2 separate regions of the Ovis aries genome follow, and region 2 is linked to region 1. The links are chromatin contacts, called in public Hi-C maps. All regions are on one chromosome and are shown on one strand. The core of a region is the stretch at or near the end of the contact, and the rest is flanking DNA. Distances in the headings are between cores, read along the strand shown.

Region 1 (7,662 bases), core at 2,305-4,804:
ATTCCTCTTTACAGCATTGGACCTTGCTTCTATCACCAGTCACATCCACAGCTGGGTATTGTTTTTGCTTTGGCTCCATCCCTTCATTCTTTCTGGAGTTATTTCTCCACTGATCTCCAGTAGCATATTGGGTACCTACTGACCTGAGGAGTTCCTCTTTCAGTATCCTATCATTTTGCTTTTTCATACTGTCCATGGGGTTCTCAAGGCAAGAATACTGAAGTGGTTTGCCATTCCCTTCTCCAGTAGACCACATTCTGTCAGACCTCTCCACCATGGCCCGCCCGTCTTGGGTTGCCCCGCGGGCATGGCTTAGTTTCATTGAGTCAGACGAAGCTGTGGTCCTAGTGTGATTAGATTGACTAGCTTTCTGTAAGTATGGTTTCAGTGTGTCTGCCCTCTGATGCCCTCTTGCAACACCTACCATCTTACTTGGGTTTCTCTTACCATGGGCGTGGGGCATCTCTTCATGGCTACTCCAGCAAAGCACAGCCGCTGCTCCTTACCTTGGATGAGGGGTATCTCCTCACAGCCACACTTCCTGAGCTTCGCGTGGGATGGCTCCTCTAGGCCCTCCTGTGCCCAGGTAGCCACCACTCCTTGGTGATGGACAGGGAGGCCTGGCATGCTGCGATTCATGGAGTCACAAAGAGTCAGACACGACTGAGCGACTGAACTGAACTGAACTGATTTACAATATCACATTAGTTTCAGGTGTACAACACAGTGATTCAGTTAAGTATATATATATACTTTTCAGCTTCGTTTTCAGCTTCTTCTCCCTTATAGGCTATATAGTGGGTCCTTGTTAGTTGTCTACTTCATATATAACAGTGCATATATGTTAATCCTAACATATATGATTTACCCTGATTTACCCCTCCCCTCACCTCCCTCTCCCCTTTGGTAACCATAAGTTTGTTTTCTATGTCTGTGAATGTCTCTATATTTTGGAATTTTTTTTTCTTTTAGAGTCCACACACAAGCAATATGATATGATATTTATCTTTGGCTTAATTCACTTAGTATGATAATCTCTAGATCCATCCATATTGCTGCAAATGGCATTATTTCTCATTCTTTATATGGAATATTATTTAGTCATAAAAAGAATATATATATACATACACACACATACACACATACATACACATACACACATACACATATACACACACATATAAACATACACACAAATACACACACACATATACCTACGCACATGTCACATGTCCTCTACCCATTCATCTGTCAGTGGACATTTACGTGGCTTCCATGTCTTGGTTATTGTGAATAGCGCTGCAGTGAATATTAGAATGAATGTATCTTTTCGAATGATAGTTTCTTCCGGATATATGCCCAGGAGCGGGATTGCTGGGTCACATGGTAGCTCTATTTTTAGTTGTTTTTTTTTTAAGGAACTTCCATACTGTTCCCCATAGTGGCTGTACCAATTTACATTCCCACCAACAGTGTAGGAGGGTTCCTTTTCTCCACACCCTCTCCAGCATTATTTGTAGATTTTTTTAAATTGAAATATAGTTGATTTACAAAGTACTATTTTAACTTATGCCATAAAATTATACCTACAAGTTGCCTTTGAGTTAGTTGAATGCTCACATTGTATGACTCAGGGACACAAGAACACTATGAAATAAACATCTCCAGCCTACAGACGGAGAGGTGGGAGCTCGGTCAGGTTAAGAGATTTGCCCAAAATGACCAGCTTGTGAGTTGGAACCAGGATTGACTTAGCTCTGTGTGCTTCTAAAACCTGTGATCTTTTTTCATTTTTACAACACTGCCACAGGTCAGTTCATTTCTTAGTATTCCCCTGAAGGGTAAAGTGTAGAAATGCTCCAGAAGGTATTAGGCTACTGCAATTTCAAACATCCAGTTAAAATAAAATACTGTAACCTGGGTGAGATAAAAAAAAAAAATTAGAGGCATATCCTATCAGTATAGTTGGGGACCAAAAATGACTAACAAGGCTCCAGGCAGTGATAAGACTTGGAGATAGAGCATGGGAGGAATGACATGTCCAACCTGAAGTTTTATCACTAGAAGGTTAAATACCTTTCAGTTACCTTACTAATGCAGTTCCCTTTACATTTTTACTTCTTAAAAGTTCCTTTTTCAGAGGGAACAGACCTGCCCAAATTGAGGACCAAATCTCAAAAAAGGCCTCCCTACTCACCTGGATGTCTGAAATGCCCTGGACCTGCAGCTAGGGGTGGGGTGGGGGTAGGGGTCATAGGAGACAAGGGCTATCCCTAAAGCAGTCCATCCCAAAGAGAGGATAGGCATTAAGAGGCCAGGATGGTGCTAAACACTTTGCACACATTACCTCATTCAATTCCTACAACCCCATGAAGTGGGTCCTACTAGTATCTCTATCCTGCTGCTAAGTCGCTTCAGTCGTGTCCCACTCTGGGCGACCCCATAGACGGCAGCCGACCAGGCTCCCGCGTCCCTGGGATTCTCCAGGCAAGAACACTGGAGTGGGTTGCCATTTCCTTCTCCAATGCATGAAAGTGAAAAATGAAAGTGAAGTCGCTCAGTTGTGTCTGACTCTTCACAACCCCATGGACTGCAGCCTATCAGGCTCTTCCGCCCATGGGATTTTCCAGGCAGGAGTTCTGGAGTGGGGTGCCATCACCTAAGAGACTCTTACCGTTTAGTGCTTGCCCAGAGTCACTAGTTGCTCTCTGTGCCAGGGCAGATTTGCACTCTTATTGTGTTTCAGGCACTCTTCTAGGCATCTTACATGTATCCACTCATTGTTGTTGTGCTAGTCACTCAGTGGTGTCCAGCTCTTTGTGACCCCAAGGACTAGAGCCCATCAGGCTCCTTTGTCTATGAAATTCTCCAGGCCAGACTACTGGAGTGGGTTGCCATTCCCTTCTCCAGGGGATCTTCCTGACCCAGGGATGGAATGTGGGTCTCACCGTCTGAACCACTAGGGAAGTCCTTGACTCCTTAAATCCTCATAACAACTCTATGAAATAGGTGCCATAATTATGCCATTTTACAGATGTTAAAGTGTTAAATAACTTATTCAACTCAAATAGGGAGTTAGACCAGGAAAGGAATTCAGGAAAATTTCTGGCCTCAACCCTTAGCCTACATCACAATCACCTGGAGGGCTTTAAGATTCCGACTTTGGGCCCCAAGCGGAGAGTTTCTAATTCTGTAGGTTTTGGGAAGTACTTGTGAATTTCTATTTCTTCAAGTTCCCAGGTGATGCTGTTATTGCTAGTCTGGGAAGCAGGCTTTGAGAACCAGTGCTCTCGTTAGCTCTCTTAATCGCTGCGCAACAAATACCAATGGCCACCAAAGTCCGTGTCTGTGTTTAATTCCTTTTGAGAACCATTTGCAAAAACAAAATTAAAAAAATAATTCCCAGAATTTCTAAGGAGATTTATTCTCTGTCCCCCTCCCCCCCTTAAACTTTGAGTTAATCAAGTCAAATGAGGCCACAAGTGTGTCCTTTAACCAAGAGCGCTGGGCTATGGAGCGCCTTTTAATACTTGTGCCCATCATCGCGGAATCCGAGGGAGGAGGCGGCCACGTGCGCGGGGAGACACAGCGGCCCAGGTCCCCGGTTCTCAAAAAATATCCCGTCTCGGCCCCGGGGGCGAGGACGACAAAATGACCTGACCACGGGGACGGCCGCACCCCTAGAGGCCCCGCTCCTCCGTGGTGGCAGCCTGCCGGCCCCTGCAGTCTTATTTACACGTCCCTCCGCTCCCTCAGCCCACCGCGGGACGATCTCGCACCTCTCCTCCACCCTCGGGAGCTGAGTCAAGGTCAGCAAAGTTCTCCGAAGGCGAGGGGAAGGACAGAGAAGGGTTGAGGAGAGGTCTTTCCGAGGGTGGGGGAGGTGGGGGAGGTGGGGGGCGCCCCCTCCCGGGGTCCCCGCGGCCATCTTCCCCGCGAGCCGCACCTCGCGGGCCGGGCGGGGCGGTCAGGGGCGCGGCCCCGGGGCCCCGCCCCGCCCCGGACTCTCGGGAGCGCGGGCCTCGGGCGCACTGCTCGGACGCACGGATCGCTTGGAGCGCAGCCGTCCTCTGCAAGAGCCGCGGGTGAGCGGGGCGCGGCCCGGGTCGGCGGGAGCGGGGTTCGCGCCGCGCGCTCGGCGGAGGGGCCGGAACAGGACGACAGGTGTGGCGGCGCGGGCAGCCCGGCCGAGGGGGCGGTAGGCGCGGGAGCCCAGGACCGGCGGGACCCTGGCGCGGCCCACACACGCGGCAGGTGGAGCCGAGGCTGCCCGCGTGGCCGCCGCGCGACCTCCCGCGCCACAGCCCGGCCCCTCGGGCCCCTATTCCGGAGCGCCGGCGGAGCCCGGGCTGCGTGGACGCGCCCCCGGGCCCCGCGCCCGCGTCCGGGCGGGGACCATTTTCACAAAGTATTTCTCAAAGGGTTGACGGTTGCGGTTTCAGCCCTAGGGTAAACGGTTGCTTCACAAAGTGAAACTCTCCGTCTTCTGGGATCCCGCGGGCTTCCGGGACGCCCCGAGGAGTTCCTCGGCGGACAGCCCCCCATTACCCCGGTTCCGGCCCGGCCCGGCCCCCTGCCTGCAGCCCAGACCCCTAGCCAGCAGCTGCCCCGCCCGGCCCCGCCCTTCCCCTCCTCTGTGCTCCCCGCCCCTGCCCTCCTCTGCCCTACCCTCCGCCCGGGCTCCGCGCCCCGCCCCCGGCGGGCCACGCCCCTGGCCACACCCCTCTCCTGAGCTCCTCCCCCCGGCGCCGCGCTCCCCACCGCCCGGGCCCCGCCCCGTGGTGCCTGGCCCCGCCCCGTGGTGCCTGGCCCCGCCTCGGCGCTCCCGCCCCCCGGCGCCGCGCCCCCCGCCACCCCCTCGGCGCTGGGCTCGCCCGGCCCGCGGTAATTGCAGGTTGGGCGGTGACTTATCGTGGCGCCCGCCCGGCCGGTTCTTAAGCGGCAGCGCGGGGCGGGCGCCGAGTCTCGGGGCGGCGGCAGCGGCGGGAGCTGTGGGATCGGTAGGAGGGCTGCTGGGCACGCTCACTGGGCTTCCTCCGCCTGCAGGTCGGGAAAGGGCGTTTCAGCTGCTGCTGGAGAGCGTGTTTCCAAGGAAGGCGAGGAAACCCGTCCGGAACCGAAAATGCCGAAACCGGTAAGTCCCTGGGTGTGTGTGGGCAAGGCGGGATGTGTTGAGCACGGTTTTCAAGCGGAGTTATCTGGGCAAGGTTTGGGGCTTTTTCGGGTTTTTTTGGGGGGGGGCGGAGGGAAGAATAGAGTTCTTTTCTAGGCGGACGAGAGGCCAGGAGCAGGGAGGGGATCGTCTCCTCTCTTTCTCCCTCGTCATCCCTTAGTGGAACTCTTGGAGAAAACAAGATTGCGATGCTTTTTTCTCTACGGTCCTTTTGTTTGCGAGCCCCCTCCGCCGCCGAGCCTTGGGGGTTAGGATCTTTGAGAAAAATCAGAATGCCTTTTAGGCGGCTTCGGACGGTGGAAAAGCCCTGTCCTAAGACAACCTGGAAGTTTCTTTCCTGAAGAGGAGCCTGAGTCGCAGGAGAGGCAGGTGGCTTCCCACGGCGCGCGCCCGCTGCCTTCCCGGGTCTGGGAGCAGGCGCGCCCCAACTCCTCCCCTGGCGCTCTCTTTTAAAGGGGGGGGGTGGGGGGCACTCTCTCTGGGGGCAGCCTCGTTCCAGTTCATCCTACTGAAGCCGTGCTCTGTTAACCCGGGAATTTGCTGGTGACAGCAGGATTCCTATTTCGGAGAGGGCTTTGGTAATGAACTTGAATTGCAGATGAAGGCAGGCAGCCCTGGAGTTTGATAAGCAGGCTCCTGGCGCACCTCCGAAACATCAGCTGACCCCCTAGCGCTGCTGCGCCCGCACCTCTTACACCCACTTTCCCCGAATCTGATTTGTGTCGCCTGAATCTCTCTCGGGTGGGATGGTGGCCAGCCTGGGCTTCACACGGCTTTCATTTAAGTTGGGCGAACAAGGCAGCTTTTTTGTGAGCAGCATTTCTTAGCAAGTGGTATCTGTTCTACCAGCTTGAACACAGGTGAACTGGTGACCAGATAATTGGGGAGGAGATAATTGAAGATTTTTGGAGTTTTGAATCCCAGTGGCGAGAATATCTGGATTCATTGAAAATTACAATAAAAGATTCCTATGAAAATACACCCCATACATAAAATACATAACTTCATATACCTATGGAGTTTATGAGAAACCTTCTAGTTTTTCAAACGAGTTGTTTCTGTAGTGAGTGCTTATGTGTTTTGTTTTCTACCATCACATTTTAGATTCTCTGAAAGGAGTACTTTATAAGTTTTGTTTTACTGTTAGGTTAAATAAATTACTACCTTCATAGGCTAACAGATTGAGAAGCCAGTAGAGCTTTCGCCTCAGTTACATCATCAAGATGATTCATTCACGATGCAGACAGTTTTTTTTTCCTACACTGAATTCTTCTTTTCATTTCCAGTTGGTAGTTGGCACATGACCTTCAGGCTTTACAGTTCCTGTGGTATAAAACGGACCTAAACATAGTGCTTTACTCAGGGCATAGCCCTGTTCTGGTTTACTCAGAGCAGTGATTAGGAACTTAACCTTTCCCGGTGTGTGGCTTTCACTAAAGAAATGATGTTGAGAGTTCAGCTTTTAAAATATCGCTCAGATAACAGTCGGTATCCCTGTCTCCTGTCAGTCACTACTTTTGTTTCTCATAAAGATCTGTAATTTGCTTTTGTTCTTTTTCTGGCGTTCGTGTTTTTTTGGTTTGTTTTTTGGTAGTGGAGTTCACATGACGTGCACTTGACCATCTCAGTGTTTTTTAAGCGTATAGTTGAGTGGCGTTAAGTACGTGCACATTGCCGTGCAGTGGTCACCACCGTGCACCTCCAGAACTTTTTCCTCGTCCCAAACTGTGCCCTTTAAACACTAACTTCCTTCTCCCCACTCCCTCCAGCCCCTGGCAGCCGGCCCTCTCCTTTCTGTCTCTCTGCCTTTGACTCCTCTCGGTGTCCCACATGAGTGAGATATGCACAGCGTTTGTCCTCCTGTAACTGGCTCACTCCACTTAGCACGATGTCCGCAGAGTCCACCCTTGTGCCATGTGTGGGAATGGCCTTGCTTTTTAAGGCTCTGTCTTTCTTTCTTAGGGCAGGTATGTTTTTATCTCATTTGGCTTTAAAGTTCCTTTACGATGGACCAGAAACTTAACAAGGTTTTTCTGACAAAGTAGTTGTTGAATTCTTTAAGGAAGGATAGTAGTGGCCATCCTTGACTTGTAACCTCCTTGTATGTTAGGGTCGCAGTAACCCAGAGTAAGATTTTGAAAGACTATGTTTTATATAATATTTACAGTTATTTGCAGGTGGTATTGTGAGGTGTCCTTTTATGAGAGCCACAGCTGTCGACCATGGAAGTTCCTACCTCCTACCTTTTTGGTGGAGTAGGGTCTTGGAGATTTTGCCTTGTGAAATGAATGCACTTAACTCTTTGTCCATGTGGATCCCATGAGGGCCACCTGCAGGTCCTTAAGAGCTTACTGGCTGATGGGCCATCTAAGGCTGTTAGTGTATCTAGTTTTTGTTACTGTTTTTTGCTCCTTCCTTGGATGTTAAAGTGGATGCATCCTCAGCAAGCTCTGCAGGTGAACAGTTATTAGAACAGTTATTGATTCCTA
Region 2 (7,662 bases), core at 1,413-3,912, 54 kb before region 1:
AGTTAGTGGGTAAAGGAAAAAGTAGATTCAAGAACAGGTGGGTAATAAGCACGTGAGTACACACGCACTCACTGCGCACTCACATGCTCAGTCCGGTCTGACCCTTTGTGACCCCATGGACTACAGCCCACCAGGCTCCTCTGTACATGGGATTTTCCAGGTGAGACTACTGCAGTGGTTTGCCATTTCCTGCTCCAGGGGATCTTCCTGGCCTAGGGATTGAACCCAAGTCTCCTGCATTGGCAGTCGGATTATTTTACCACTGAGCCACCACGGAAACCTGGGTAATAAGCATACAATATGTGTATGTAGAGAAAGAAATATCCCCTGTTGACCATTTTTAAAAGGTTCCAGATTGGGTACTGTGTTTCAACCAAATTTTAAGATTAATGAGGCAACTGTGGAGGGAAGAACACTTGCTACAACTATGCAGATTTTATAAATGTGCAACAAAAGTTTTTGTTTTACGTTAGAAAAAAATTTAACTCGGTGTTGTTGTATATTCACTTTAACAACAAAATAAAATAAAGACATCATAAGAAACAGATTAAGCAAGGCACAGACAGGGAGAATATATTCATAATCCATGTGCCTAATGAAAGATTCATATCCAGAAAATATAAAGCATCCCCAGAAATTATAGCAAAAAGACAGACAAACCCATTAAAAAAATAGATTTGAACAATCATTTCTCAAAAATAAGTAACCCAAAAGGCCAGGAAGTTAGTTAAGGGTCTCAACATCATTATTCATTAGAGAAAAAAAATGAATGAAAACCACAAGGAGATATTGCTACATACTCACCAAGAATTTTTTAAGAAAAAAACTATTAATGCCAAATGTTGGCAAGGATATAAAATAACTGTCATATATCAATTCAACCTTTGAGGGAAACTGCTAGGCAGTGTCTATTGAAATTAAACATGCACCTATGCCATGACATAAAATTTGTGCTCATTCTTATATACCCAACAAGACTGTGTGTATTTTTTTCACCAAAGACCCATGGGAATGTTCACTCGCTGCTTCAATCATAACAACCAAAAACTGAAAACCAAAATGCCTATCAATGATGAAATAGATAAACTGTTGTATGTTTCATATAATATTGGTGGTGGTGGTGGTGGTTTAGTCTCTAAGTCCTGTCTGACTCTTGCAACCCATGGACTGCAGCCTGCCAGACTCCTCTGTCCATGGGATTCTCCAGGCAAGAATACTGGAGTGGGTTGCCATTTCCTTCTCCAGGGAATCTTCCCTACCCAGGAATCAAACCCAGGTCTCCTGCATTGCAAGCAGTTTCTTTACTGACTGAGCTACAAGGGAAGCTTATACTTGACGCAACCCATATAATATTGGGTTGGCCAAAAAGTTAGCGTTTTTCCATAGCTACCCAACAGTAAACAAATTACTGATATATGCCATACCATGAATGAATCTTACGGACATTGTTGGGTGAAAGAAACCAGTCTGAAAAAGGCATACTACTTGACTGCAATCATATGAAGTTTAAGAACAGGAAAAGCTAATATATAGTCATAAAGTCAGGATGGCTCCTTCTAGGGTGATAAGTATTAACTGGGAAGGAGCAAGTGGAAACCTAGGGTGATGAAAAATATCCTGTATCTCTATCCTGGAGCTGATTATACTGTGTAAAAGCTCATCAAGCTGTTCTCTTAAGATCTCTTCAGTGTGAAAGCTACATCTCAATTAGGAAAAAAAAAAAAAAAAAGGAAGAAAGATGAGGAATGAAAGAGAAAAGAAAGGAAATGAAGGAGAGGATGAAAGGAAGAGAGAGAGGGAAGGAAGAAAAGGAGAGAGAAATGAATATGATCTCCGGAGGGACTTACTCAAAAATACGTTATGGGATATGTACTGTTATCTGCATCTTAAAGATGGGACCACTTCCAGGTTTGCTGATGAGTTCAGAGTTCAGTGTTACAGAGCGGGTGTGTGAGGTTGAAAGCCAGGTGTGTATGACGCGAAAGCCTTTGTTTTTCCACCTAATACTACCTTTGTTTTTCATCTCCTCCTAAAAAAGTGACCCCAAGAAATGGCTCCCTGCATCGATCATTTCTTTCTGGGAAGCACGTCTATCTTATCACCTTCGGCCTCTTATTTGGGCCTGTCTCCCACCCACAACTGTGAGGCCACTCGTTTTTAGGCTTCTTCCAGGGCTTAAGAGCCGGCTCTGTTAACTTTTGCTGGAGCGGGACAGGAGTCGCCCCTGGACTCTCGGCTGCGGTCTGCCCTTTATTTCGCAGGCTCGCAGACTGCGGATGGCGCTTCTTTTCGGTGAGGAAACCAGTGAGAGCAGTGTAGCCCTAAGTCCTGTTGAAGCGGAGCTCGCAGGCTCCACGTTCCTCACACAGAAACTCAAACTCCGCGACTGTTTGCCGCACGTCGCTGACTACCTTCCCCGCCCACGTCAGCCGGAAGCAGGTGCGCCGGGCCCGCCCCTTTTCGCCTCTCCCTGCAGGTGGCCCAGCCCCGCCCCGCTCACCTGCGCGCGCAGCCCCGCCCTAGCGCGCGGCTCTGCGCCGGCAGTGCCGGCCGGCACGCATTTATACGGCGCTATTTTGGTCTCGCGCTCTGATTGGTCGGCCGCGGGTGAGGACACGCTCGCGCGCCGCGCGGGGCGGGGCCGAGACTCAGGAGGAGGGGCGCTTCCGGCGGCTTCGCGGTATGAGGAGGCCGTGGGCTCTAGCTTCCTTAGGCCCTGACCTTCTCTAGAGGGATGCTGGGGCTGCCATGGCCACTCTGCCGTCTGTTGGTTGGGCTACGTTTTTAATGAGCCTGTGTGACAGGCTGCTAAGAACCGAACTAATTCACGCTTTGGAGAGGGAGTTGCTCAATGGCCTGACACTTAGAAGCCACATGGCAGAAACTGCGAGAACCTTGCCAAAGTGTCATTTCCTGTGTGGAAGCGCTTGTCAGCTCCCTCTGCAGACCTTTCTGCCAGGCTAACCTGGCCCTTCGCTAAATCAGACCTGTGAGGCCGCCTGCCCTCTGGAACCTTTGTCTGACTGTGTCCTTTCTCTTGACTGTGGCCTTCCTTTCTTCTCTCCTTGCTGTGGTTTACCCTTTTCTGAAACCAGAGGAACAAAACACTCCCTAGACAGCTCCAGAGGATCTTATTTCCTCCTCTTTCCCACATCGTGATCAGAGCCACATCTGACCGCCCCTGCTTTCTGGCTCTCCACCAATCAGGTGTACTACTGCTCTGAGTTTCAAGGCTGTTTGAGTTGTTTTTTTTTTTTTGTTCGGTGACAGGCAAGTTTGAGCTTCTTTGGTGAGAGTTACTGAATAACTATAAAATGTGATTTACGGAAACTGCTATCATACCTGAAAAGAAGTAAAAAGGACCATTTGAAGCCACCACTCCTTATTGGATGGGAACTTAGCTTGAAAGGGATTCTGTTTAGGAGTTCTGTTTCCTAAATTTTGTAATCACAAATATTACCTCTGATTGCAAAACCCCTGAACGCCTCTTGAGGTTTCCTGAGCTCACAGCCTTGAACATTATTTGCATTTAGATATGTAGAAAGAGGGGCTTCCCTGGTGGCTCAGGTGGTAAAGAATCTGCCTGCAGTGCGCAAGACCTGGGTTGGATTCCTGGGTTGGAAAGATTCCCTGGAGAAGGGAATTTAACCCACTCCAATATTTTTGCCTGGAGAATTCCATAGAGGAGCCTGGTGGGCTACAGTCCGTGGGGTCACAAAGAGTCAGACATGACTGAGCAACTAACGCATGTAGAAAGAATATAACTGAGCAACTATTGAGCACATCAGTGAAAATCATCATTCATTATTTTTAATGACCCATGCTTTGTAAATGCTTAACAGACATTTCCTCTAATGCTTACAAAATCCACACGACTTAGATACCATTATTATTCCATTTTACAGAAAGGGAAACTAAGGCCCAGAGGGACTGAATAACTAGACTGAAGTCATATAATATGATGTCAGCGCTGATTTATCCCCGTGGTGGTCTGACTCCATTGTTTGTGCCATTGAGTACTGAGCTCTGTAATCTCTTTCTTCCTTGTCTTAATAAATTGAAAATTCAGCTTTCTCTGGCCCAAGAGGAGTTGAGCTTAGTCAGTGCCATAATTTCTCAGGAAGACGTTTGTCCTGCTGCTGGCTTAGGAAAAGGATTGCTAGGAAGGGAAAATGGTGATGATGCCAGGGGTCTTAATATTCTCCACTTCTGAACAACAGACCATATTCAACATGCAGTGCAAAGTTTTGGAAAAGATTTTGAGTTCTGCTGTGTCGGTTGATATGGAGACTGGACTGTTTACAGAGCGGCCTCAGTTAGATCCACTTGGTTGGTTAGGAACCAAGAAGCAAACTGGTCTTAACAGTGGCTTTCAAACATTTTTATACACTTACCCCCCACAGAGCTACCAGAAATTGATGGAAATTCCAAATACAAGTCATGCAGTGGCTCCAAGGCTCCAAATCCCCAGCCCATCACCCTCCTTCTCTGTCTGATGTTGTAGGAGTTTCCAGACTTCTCTGAAACTCATTTTCTTTATCTGCTGCAAGTGAGATCTGTGAAGTTCCCTGGATTAGTGTGTGGTGTATATAGATTCTAAAAAATGTTCTTCTTCTTGCCCTTTTCCTTGGCTGTTGAAGAAAGAAAGTACCCGACTTGATGATTATCCATTTATTGTCCCTTTTACAGAGCTACATAGGCAGCACTAAATTCCATAGGTAATAATTTACATTAAGACCACTTATTTTCACCTATAGCTTTAAAATTCCTTATCGAAACTTCAGCAACATCATTTCCAAATAGTGGCTTCAGCTTTAATTGTGTCTGTTGTTCATTGAACAAATAGTTACTAAAAATCTATTAGGTATAAGACATCAGTTATTCTTTAATAGAGCTTTCTGAAAACATTTCGACAAAATAGCCTGGTTCACAAGCAGACATTAGGGAAATAGACTGTATTTTATAGCAATAATAGTTCTTTCCTACTGGTCCCATGCTTCAACTCTGACCTTAATTCATATTGAAAATGATTTGGTCTGACAAGACAAAAAAGAAAAACAAACACAAAAAGCTAAGAACAGGAACTAGGCAGTAATAAAAAAAAATTAAAGGCATTATTTAAAAAATACAATGCAAGGGATGTTTTTCCCCTTAAAAGCCATTCATTTTTGTTGATTGATCTTGCGTTGATCAATTAACAGATTGTTTTCATCACTGCTAATCAGGCTGAAACTCCAATACTTTGGCCACCTCATGCGAAGAGTTGGCTCATTGGAAAAGACCCTGATGCTGGGAGGGATTGGGGGCAGGAGGAGAAGGGGACGACAGAGGATGAGATGGCTGGATGGCATCACCGACTCGATGTACATGAGTTTGGGTAAACTCCAGGAGTTGGTAATGGATAGGGAGTCCTGGCAGGCTGCGATTCATGGGGTCGCAAAGAGTCGGACATGACTGAACGACTGAACTGAACTGAACTGAATCAGGCAAAGAGAAGGTTTTAAGTCTTCTTTTCAACTATAAAGTTATAAAATGTGCTGTGTTGCTCAATCAGGTGGCCCTGGATGTTACTACAAAAATGCAAACTTTGCAAATCACTACACACCCAAGTATGTTTTAGGTAAACTGAGCCTCCAGAAACTTGCAAAGCATTATGTTCAATTAAATTTGAATTTAAGTGGAGTTCCTTTTTCCCTATTCAGACGTGTGTGTCTTAGGCAACCTGTACTTAATACCCAAATAGCTCTTTGGATTATTTGATTCAGTCAATTGAACAACCAATTCAGTATAAAATAAATGAAATAAACTCACTTTTTTAGGCCACATTAACCTATAGTTTTAGACTTAGAAATCTTTAATAGAACTTGTGTCTTGGAGTGAGAAATTAATATTCAATTATATATGATATGAGAAATTAATATTTACCATAAATTATAAAATTAGCTATTGAAATTAACATAATAACTGAAGTTATTAGCTGCAAAAATGTAGTAATATGAACTGAGCCTGTAATGTTATAGATGCCAGATGCCAATATTGCTTAGTATAATGGTTTTGATTCATCCTTCTAACTCCTTTCATTGCCAGCAAGAGTAATTGAGGGTGTGATTGACTTAGATTATTTTTTGCTCCAGTAAAGGACTCCTTTTGAAAACCTGCCTGTCCCCTAACTCTTTACTGTTGCCCCAACACAATATCTTCTGTTGACAAAACTAAGGAACCAAACGGTAGCAGGTAATGAAAGTGCCCTCTACAATTGCAAAGCAAGTGAACACAGCCTCCAGCCTGGAATCTGACCCCACGAGAATCTACATTTTAAATGGCCCATTTGAAGCATTCATTCATTCATTCAACAAATAATTCTGGATCTCTTTCTGTGTTCCAAGCATACAAATAGTATGAATCAGTCATGGTGACTGCTGTAACTGGCTCGAAATGTAAAGGAGGTGAGAGATGAGCAAGCAAATAGAGCAGCTGAGAGCTAATTTCTACCACAGAAGAATTTAAGGATGTGTGTAGGGGCATCCATTTGGAGAAGGCTATGGGGATTGTAGGCAGCACCAAGCTCAAGGGCTCAGGCTGTGGGAGTGCTGGGAGATGAAGGCAGTCAGAGCAGGCCATCCTGAGAGCCACACTAACGCATTTGATCGCCAATCTGCAGGTCGCCTGGAGTCCAAAGGGATTAAGAGGGTGTCAGAAAAGCTGCTTCCTGTGGTTGTAGACTGGCTTTCCGTGCCATGCCAAAGGAAGAAAAATGGAGGACTAGGATCTGGTTTAGGCTCTGCTGAGTGGTTTTATTGCCCCTAATATGTGGCTTGGTAAGGCATTTTACTATCTCTGCTTTACCCAGAATTAGAACTTCAGCTGAATTTGTGGGTTTGGGGGAAATTATTTTACCAGATATCAGTCCTTGTTCTTTTTTTAGTAAACAAATGGTCCCAGCAGCCTGGGGCCTAATTGCCACATTTAATACTTGTAGTATTACACAATGTTTAGACCTGGACTTGTGTCGATAATCTGCAAGGTTAAGGATTTTTTACTGACATTACTCACTTTACTGTGAAACGCATGATAGGCTTCTTTGCTTTATTTGGGAGTTTATAGTAATGGCTCGTTCAAGGTCCTAGGCAGCGAGTTTGCATTACAGAATGCTGCAGTCACTAAAGGGCCACATTTAACGTAAACACGATCGATAAGATGAAGGCTGAGTGTTCCTGCCAAAAGAATCAGTAGATCACAAGAAATGCACACAGTGGAATGAGCACCTGAAGGTCAGTTCAGAGGTGCATCTGAGCTTCAAAAGGTGCTGGATACTGATTCTATAATGGCTGTGTTTAGAGATTGTGTAACTCAGATTCCATCAGAATGAAATACAGAAATGTTCCTGGCCATTCACTGTGTCTTACACTGGGGAATCTTGATTATTCCCTTGACAGTAAAACTAAGGAATTATATTGGGTGGATCTAGGCAGGATGGTTCATGATGGAAGCCTTATTTACAGCAGGAATCCTTAAAATGCCTGGAATGCGAGATAAACCCTTCTCTGGATAACATCAGCAATCATTAGATACTTTCACATAGTCCTTGGTCACAAGCCCCTTCTTCATACTCACTTCTGGTGACAGAGATCACTAGCTGAAACATTGTGATCATTGCTGTGG

Evidence for each region. A called contact is a pair of places that touch in the nucleus more often than the background predicts.
Region 2: a Hi-C map of liver shows a contact between it and region 1, with 2.0 times the contacts expected there. The contact joins the enhancer-like site here to the promoter of EZR in region 1. A contact is called at or near these places in 3 of 16 Hi-C or Micro-C datasets (blood and liver).

Annotation. Positions count from the first base shown.
Region 1 is chr8:82,935,289-82,942,950 of ARS-UI_Ramb_v3.0, reverse strand. It overlaps EZR (ezrin), which reads left to right and starts at 3,554. Exons shown (of 14, transcript XM_060419304.1): 1 at 3,554-3,809; 2 at 5,047-5,134. The coding sequence starts at 5,123.
Region 2 is chr8:82,988,256-82,995,917 of ARS-UI_Ramb_v3.0, reverse strand. No RefSeq gene overlaps it. Among named protein-coding and RNA genes, the nearest start is that of EZR, 53 kb to the right of the region's middle. Within about 2 kb of position 2,662, at least 52 of the 54 cell types and tissues checked have an H3K27ac peak or open chromatin away from gene starts, as enhancers often do. A contact at or near this core is called in liver, where this site is marked.